Linked DNA regions of Gossypium hirsutum: region 2 is linked to region 1. A link is a contact called in public Hi-C data. All regions are on one chromosome and are shown on one strand. The core of a region is the stretch at or near the end of the contact, and the rest is flanking DNA. Distances in the headings are between cores, read along the strand shown. Region 1 holds the start of LOC107929407 (upstream activation factor subunit UAF30). Region 2 holds the start of LOC107929441.

The links. Hi-C and Micro-C count contacts between places; a contact is called where the count stands out from the background.
Region 2: a Hi-C map of leaf shows a contact between it and region 1, with 2.2 times the contacts expected there. The contact joins the promoter of LOC107929441 here to the promoter of LOC107929407 in region 1. A contact is called at or near these places in 6 of 34 Hi-C or Micro-C datasets (callus, hypocotyl, leaf and 1 more).

What each region holds. Positions count from the first base shown.
Region 1 is chrA08:110,327,350-110,330,330 of Gossypium_hirsutum_v2.1, forward strand. LOC107929407 (upstream activation factor subunit UAF30) reads right to left here and starts at 1,418. Exons shown (of 2, transcript XM_016860820.2): 1 at 912-1,418; 2 at 1-329. The coding sequence starts at 1,145. The coding sequence ends at 204. LOC107929455 reads right to left here. Exons shown (of 7, transcript XM_016860882.2): 7 at 1,824-2,981. The coding sequence ends at 2,790.
Region 2 is chrA08:110,460,136-110,463,116 of Gossypium_hirsutum_v2.1, forward strand. It overlaps LOC107929441, which reads right to left and starts at 1,497. Exons shown (of 9, transcript XM_016860860.2): 1 at 1,047-1,497; 2 at 654-786; 3 at 423-500; 4 at 1-254. The coding sequence starts at 1,123.

The sequences.
Region 1 (2,981 bases), core at 168-2,667:
ATTTCATCAATAGGTGGATGAATACAGGGTTTTCTAAACAAGCAACCATATTCAACCATCGAGGGGAAAAAAGGGGTCTAAGCATTTGTACTGAAAAAGACTAATGACAAAAGCATTTTTTCAGATTCATCACAATGCAACTTAAGTCTTAAAGTTCCAACAAAAGGCTAACGCTAAGGCAAAGGCAAAGGCAAAGGCAAAGTTTATTTGGATTTCAGAAAATGTGGGGAGAGATATTTGCTAATCTCTAACATTCCGACAGACTCCTTCCCGGCGAATATCGTCTTCAACTTCTCATCACAAATAATCTCCTTCTTGTTTGCAGGGTTCTGAACAACATCACAGCAAGCAAATTACAGGGTCAAGCAAATAAAAGACAGACAATATTGCTAGGATTATACAAGCTTCCTTGCATAACAACAATCTTAAAAACATAAATACTAATGGTACTAAAATAAAGCATAAATTAACACTTAGCCTAGGTGGGATTAAAGAAGAAAACTTCAAAGAGTTGAACAACAAACATAAAAAAAAATGTGAATTCTGATAGACTTAAACATCAAAGGAGCTTTTGGATTTATATTTTTACTGAAAAGTTGTAGAACAAAATGCAAAATGCTGCTCCTTTTATAACTTTGTTTTCCTTCTTCACAAACAAATGGTATCAAGCATATTTTCTGTTTGACTAACAGGCGTGACTTGCAGAAATCTTTATTCTTGTTTACAAATACAGAAAAAAGAGCCATCCTTTACTTTTGGGGGGATTAGGATAACTTGAATGAGAATATGGATTGAAACTACCATGAAAACAAACATGATTAATATATTCTCTCTAATTGTTCCACCAATAACTAGAGAGCAGGCTAAAGTAACAGTAACATTGGAAGACAAAAAAGGAAAGGGTTTTGGACCTGGAGATTGTGGAGCTTGATGTAGTCCCAAATCTTTTTAATGGCGTCGGTGCGAGAAGCTTCGGAGGCTCCAAGGAACTTGGCCAGCTGTGGAGAGACAGGTATCACCCGCATAAGCCCCCTTCCATTTCCACTGGAAGAAGAAGAAGACGAAGAAGCGAAGGAAGCAGAGAAAGCCTTCGCCGCTTCTAACAATCCGCCGCACCTGCCAAACAGTCTTGATGTAGCCATCATCGCTGTCTCTCCCTCAGTTTTCAGCTCCTAAAACCCTAAGCTCTTTTCTTTTTGGCCAGTGAACCCTAAGTCTGTGAGACAGGAAACTTGTGTTCTTTTTAAGGAAAAAGAGAAAAAAGTAAAGTGGTTGTTGTTACCCTAATTGGGCTTATAATCGAATAGAGAAGAATAATTGGGCTGAAGCATTAGGGAAAGCCTTTCAATGTTTGTACCCTACACTCTTAAAAGCAAATTTTAGATTTTGACTTTCACATCCAAATCCTAATGTCTTTTTGTTTGTATGAGAGATTCAGCCATTTGCGATAAGTATACTAAAAAAGTCACATTGTATTTTAGTTTTTAAAATTTAAAAATAAGTAAATTAGTTAATAAAAAAGTAAAATAATCTTTCCTATAAAAAAATTAATCTAAACAGTTACACATGACATGTCACGTTTAACTACAAAAATTGATAAAAATTTTAAAAAGATAACTACTTTACAATGACCACTTTGCTTATTTTTTAAGTGGAAGAGACAAAATATAATCGTACTCTTAATATAAAAATCTCCATAATACTTTATCGTTATTTATTACACTTGACACATATAGGATCTTAAGATCTATTTTTCATTCATAACTTAACCTGATCGATTCTCCATAACTATTCCATTCAGCACTTTGAATAATGCAAATAGCTAGGGCAAAAATACTGCTGGTGTATAAAAGCATTGTTGAGAGGAGACTATATACAAGCAAGTGTTCAAAGTTAGAGCATACTTCTAATCTCATAAAAGATCGGATTTGATACTTATAAATTCACAAAATGATAATCACTGAACCAACTTAGCAAAATGTAAGAAAGAAACTGTAACAAAATCTTTGTTTGCATTTATGTTATACCGATCTCATGATGCCAATTAAGTTAAAATTCATTCAACTGTTACTAGGATGAGAAAGCAACTAAAGATCCCTTCCCTTCATCTCTTAATTGACAAAATTGACTTGGTTCCGAGATGTAGAATCTATGTTGAATCACCATTTAGCAGGGCTAGTGGGGCTTGGGTCTCATTCTTGGGCGGGGCATCAAGTACATGTACACTGAACTAAAATTCCAAGAATGTTGATATGTTACTGGGATGAGAAAGCAACTAAAGATCTCTTCCCTTCAAGAGAAATTACTAACAATACGATCTTCTTCCTACATTGAGGGATTGCAACGCAGATCACAAAATTACTAACAATACCTATATAACGTTCTTGCTCCTCACAATAATATCACCAAAAGGCTACGCGCAACAAATGCCTCCAAGCTTTGCATAAATCTGTTTTACAAAGAGAAACTCGATGGTTCATCAATCTCTAAACACCCGACGAGATGGTCAGCGTCCATTTAACTTCATCAGGTTCAAGGCTGACTCGAAATCTAAGCCATAAAACCAGGTACAATTGAAGTTTAGCAGACAAAAATGCCTTTGATAGCAAAACTGAAATTATGAACGTGTACATAAGATTTTGACAAGGATACTCCATTTCTTATGCTTCTAAGCTATCAAAATAGTATACTTCCCCTACTCTTCATCATCGTCATATTCTGGTATATGCTAAAAAAGAATCAAACGACCAGATTCTCAGTGTAGTGCAAATTATGGGAACTTTATGGTTTCAATGATGACGATGATGTTTACTTCTGCGCTCTAAACCTGAGTTAGAATAATCTTCATATCCGCATGATGATGAAGGCTTATGCCGACTCTTTTCACCTTTAAGATGTCTATAAGCATCATCTTCAGATGAATAATGATGCTTAAGTCGGTACTTTTCCCTCCTACTATTATGCCTAACAATGTCTGAATC
Region 2 (2,981 bases), core at 247-2,746, 130 kb after region 1:
TGCAAAACTTCAACCAGATGGCAGCCTATGTCCCTTGAAACTAGCTCTGCTTCAACTTCTTTTGCAATTGCATCCAGTTCACTCATCCATTCAGATATGGTCTTTCCATCCAAAGGCATCTGCTCCACAGAATCCCACTCTCTGGCATTAGATGACGGACAAACATTTATCCCTTCATTGAGGAATGAACAAGCATCCATCTCTCGGTTAAAAACCATGAATGTCTCATCTTCAGCTGCAACATAAAGCAAAGCCTACACAAAAAGATACAAAAAAACAAAAAATAAAACTTCCAACTTATGTTTCAAAAGCATGAACGAAGCAATGACCAATACCTCCTCAAATAACAAATGATTTAGCGAAGGTCAAACAGAAAAAGGACGAGGAAGTAAGCTGATAACCATTACTCATTATATCCATACCTTAGCAAGAGAAACGTCTTTATCTTCAGACTGGAAGGAGATCTCCTGAGCGAACTTGTCCCTTGCAGTCTTTAGAGCCTGTCACAGTCCATTCAAGTTTAACAGAATACTAGAAAAAATGGGACTGGAAGATAATCAAAGTAATAACAAGTTGATTAACATGGTGATGCAGATATCCAGAATGGATGAACAACATATATGCATATATATAGTATATAGATCAAGAGAAACCTCCTGGTAAAATTTGTGACGAGAAGAAGAGTCTTTAGGATTGGAAAAGAGAGGGTAAGCAGAAGCAGCAGCAGTGGTCCTACTCCTCCATCTCCTCAAGTCCTTGTGATCATGATGGTGATGATGATCATACCTGATTAAAGAATAAACGGATATTCCATGGATTTTTTTTCCTACTAAAAATCCTTCTTCCGTCACTACATTATACTAAAAATTCTAGTAGCCCACACTGATTACGAGATACCCAACTGTCAAGTTTTATAGTAAACCCCACTTAGCAAATTAGATAACTAGATATATAAAATAGGAATTAAAAAAAGATTCAATCATCACGGAATTACCTAATAAAGCAAAAAAAATGAAAAAAAAAGAGAAACAAGTTCAAAGAATTACCTGATAAAGAAATGATCAGCAGCAAATGTTTGAGAAAACATTGATGCCGCTGGCATGCAATATACTGTGCACAACATTCTTATGAGCAAATAAAAAACAAAAACAAAAAAAAAACGATGAATTAAAGCAAATGAAGAGTGATTTAAGGAGAAGAAACAAGAAATTACCAAAATCCATGACAAGATGGAAGCTAAAATTGAATTTCAAAACCAAAATTAGTTAGTTTTTGAATTGACTGAAACGAAAGTTATGTTTAAGAAGAAAAGAAAAAGAAGAAGAGAGATGATGGCATGGAATTGGAAATTTGGAAGGGGAGGGAAGCGTAGAAGATTGCGAGGGTAAGGTGGCTGCTTCTTCTTCATCTCCCTCTCCCTTCAACATAATCGATACGGTAACAGCTAGGACCCGTCAATGACCGGGCTCCACGCGACGATACTCAGACAAAAATAATAAGCAGCTTAAAAAATGCCATTTTCAAAAATTTATACTTTTAGGTTTAACTGTTAGCATTAATTGTTTTGTTAAGTTTTAACTGTTAGTATGTATTGTTTGGTTAAATTTGTGTTTGATATTTTAAAATAAAAAACATATTTATTTGGTCGTTATATAGTTAGTAAATAATTTGAATTTAACAATAAATTTAAACGGTATTAATTGTTCAACTTAAATTTTAAAATTTAAAATATAAGAAGATTAAATTTATTAAAAAATAAAAATAAAAGATTAAATTTAAAATTTAAAATTTAAAATTTTAGAAAGATATAAAAAAATTTAAAATTTTAGAAAAATATAAAAAATTTAACCTGAAATTGTGCTAAAAATTAAATTCATTAAAAAGGTTAACCACCTAGAATTTGTCTATAATATTATTTTGTTCATATTTGGTGGATTAAATATATTCTTTTGTTCATAGTTGGATAAGTTTGGATAGCCTTCTGCATGCGGTCCAGCGTTGAAAACATGTAAAAACGTTTTTTTTTTTAATATGATAAAAATAATAGAAGAGATCGTCAAGCCTCAAAGCTAAATTCTCAAAAACCTAAAACCAGTCTTTTCCTTTGACAGATTTGTAAGGTAAGCAAATTTCAAATTTCGGATAAAACCAAATTAATTCGGTTAATCGATCGAATTTGGTTAATCGGTCGGTTAATTAAATTAATTCGATCGGAAGTTGGTTAATAATTTTTTAGAAGTTCGTTTAATTGTTAATTTGGTTCGAAATCGGTTAACCGAATTAACTGAATTTAATAAATAATATTATAATATATAAGTATTCGGTCTGTTCGGTTTGGTTAATTTTTTGGAAATATAAATTAATCGGTCGGTTAAACCGGTTAATTTTTTTATATGTTTTATACTTGTTTTAACTAAAAATATATAAATTTCGGTTAATTCGGTTAACCGACCAAATTAATCGAAAAAATTCGATTCAGTTAAATTTTTTTTAAAAAAAAATTCGATTCCATTAACGGTTAAAGGTTTAAAAGGGTCGATTAATTCAATTAATGGTAGTCCGGGCCGATTAACAGATTGAACACCTCACAAATTTGAACTACAACTTTTAAAAATGCAAAGTTGAAAATTACTTAGGCGTGTTTGTATGGTCATATGAAGCTTAATTTGAAGTTATGGTTAGAGTTCTGTATATAAAAAAAAGAATGCTAAGAAAATTTTACCTATCAATTAACTTACTTTGGTTGGAGTATTATTTTTTCCACATTGACTAGTTATAAATTAATTGCAATTGGTATTTTTTTTTTTTTGCTATTCTCATTACTTGTTTGTAATAAAGATATGGAAAATTTTCGATTATTTTAAAGAAATCTTATTTTTTATAAGAGTTTTTATTCATTTTTCTAATTGAATATTTATATTTGTACTAATAATTCTTTATTTTATACTTCACTACTTCAAAATTTGTATTAAATAAATAAT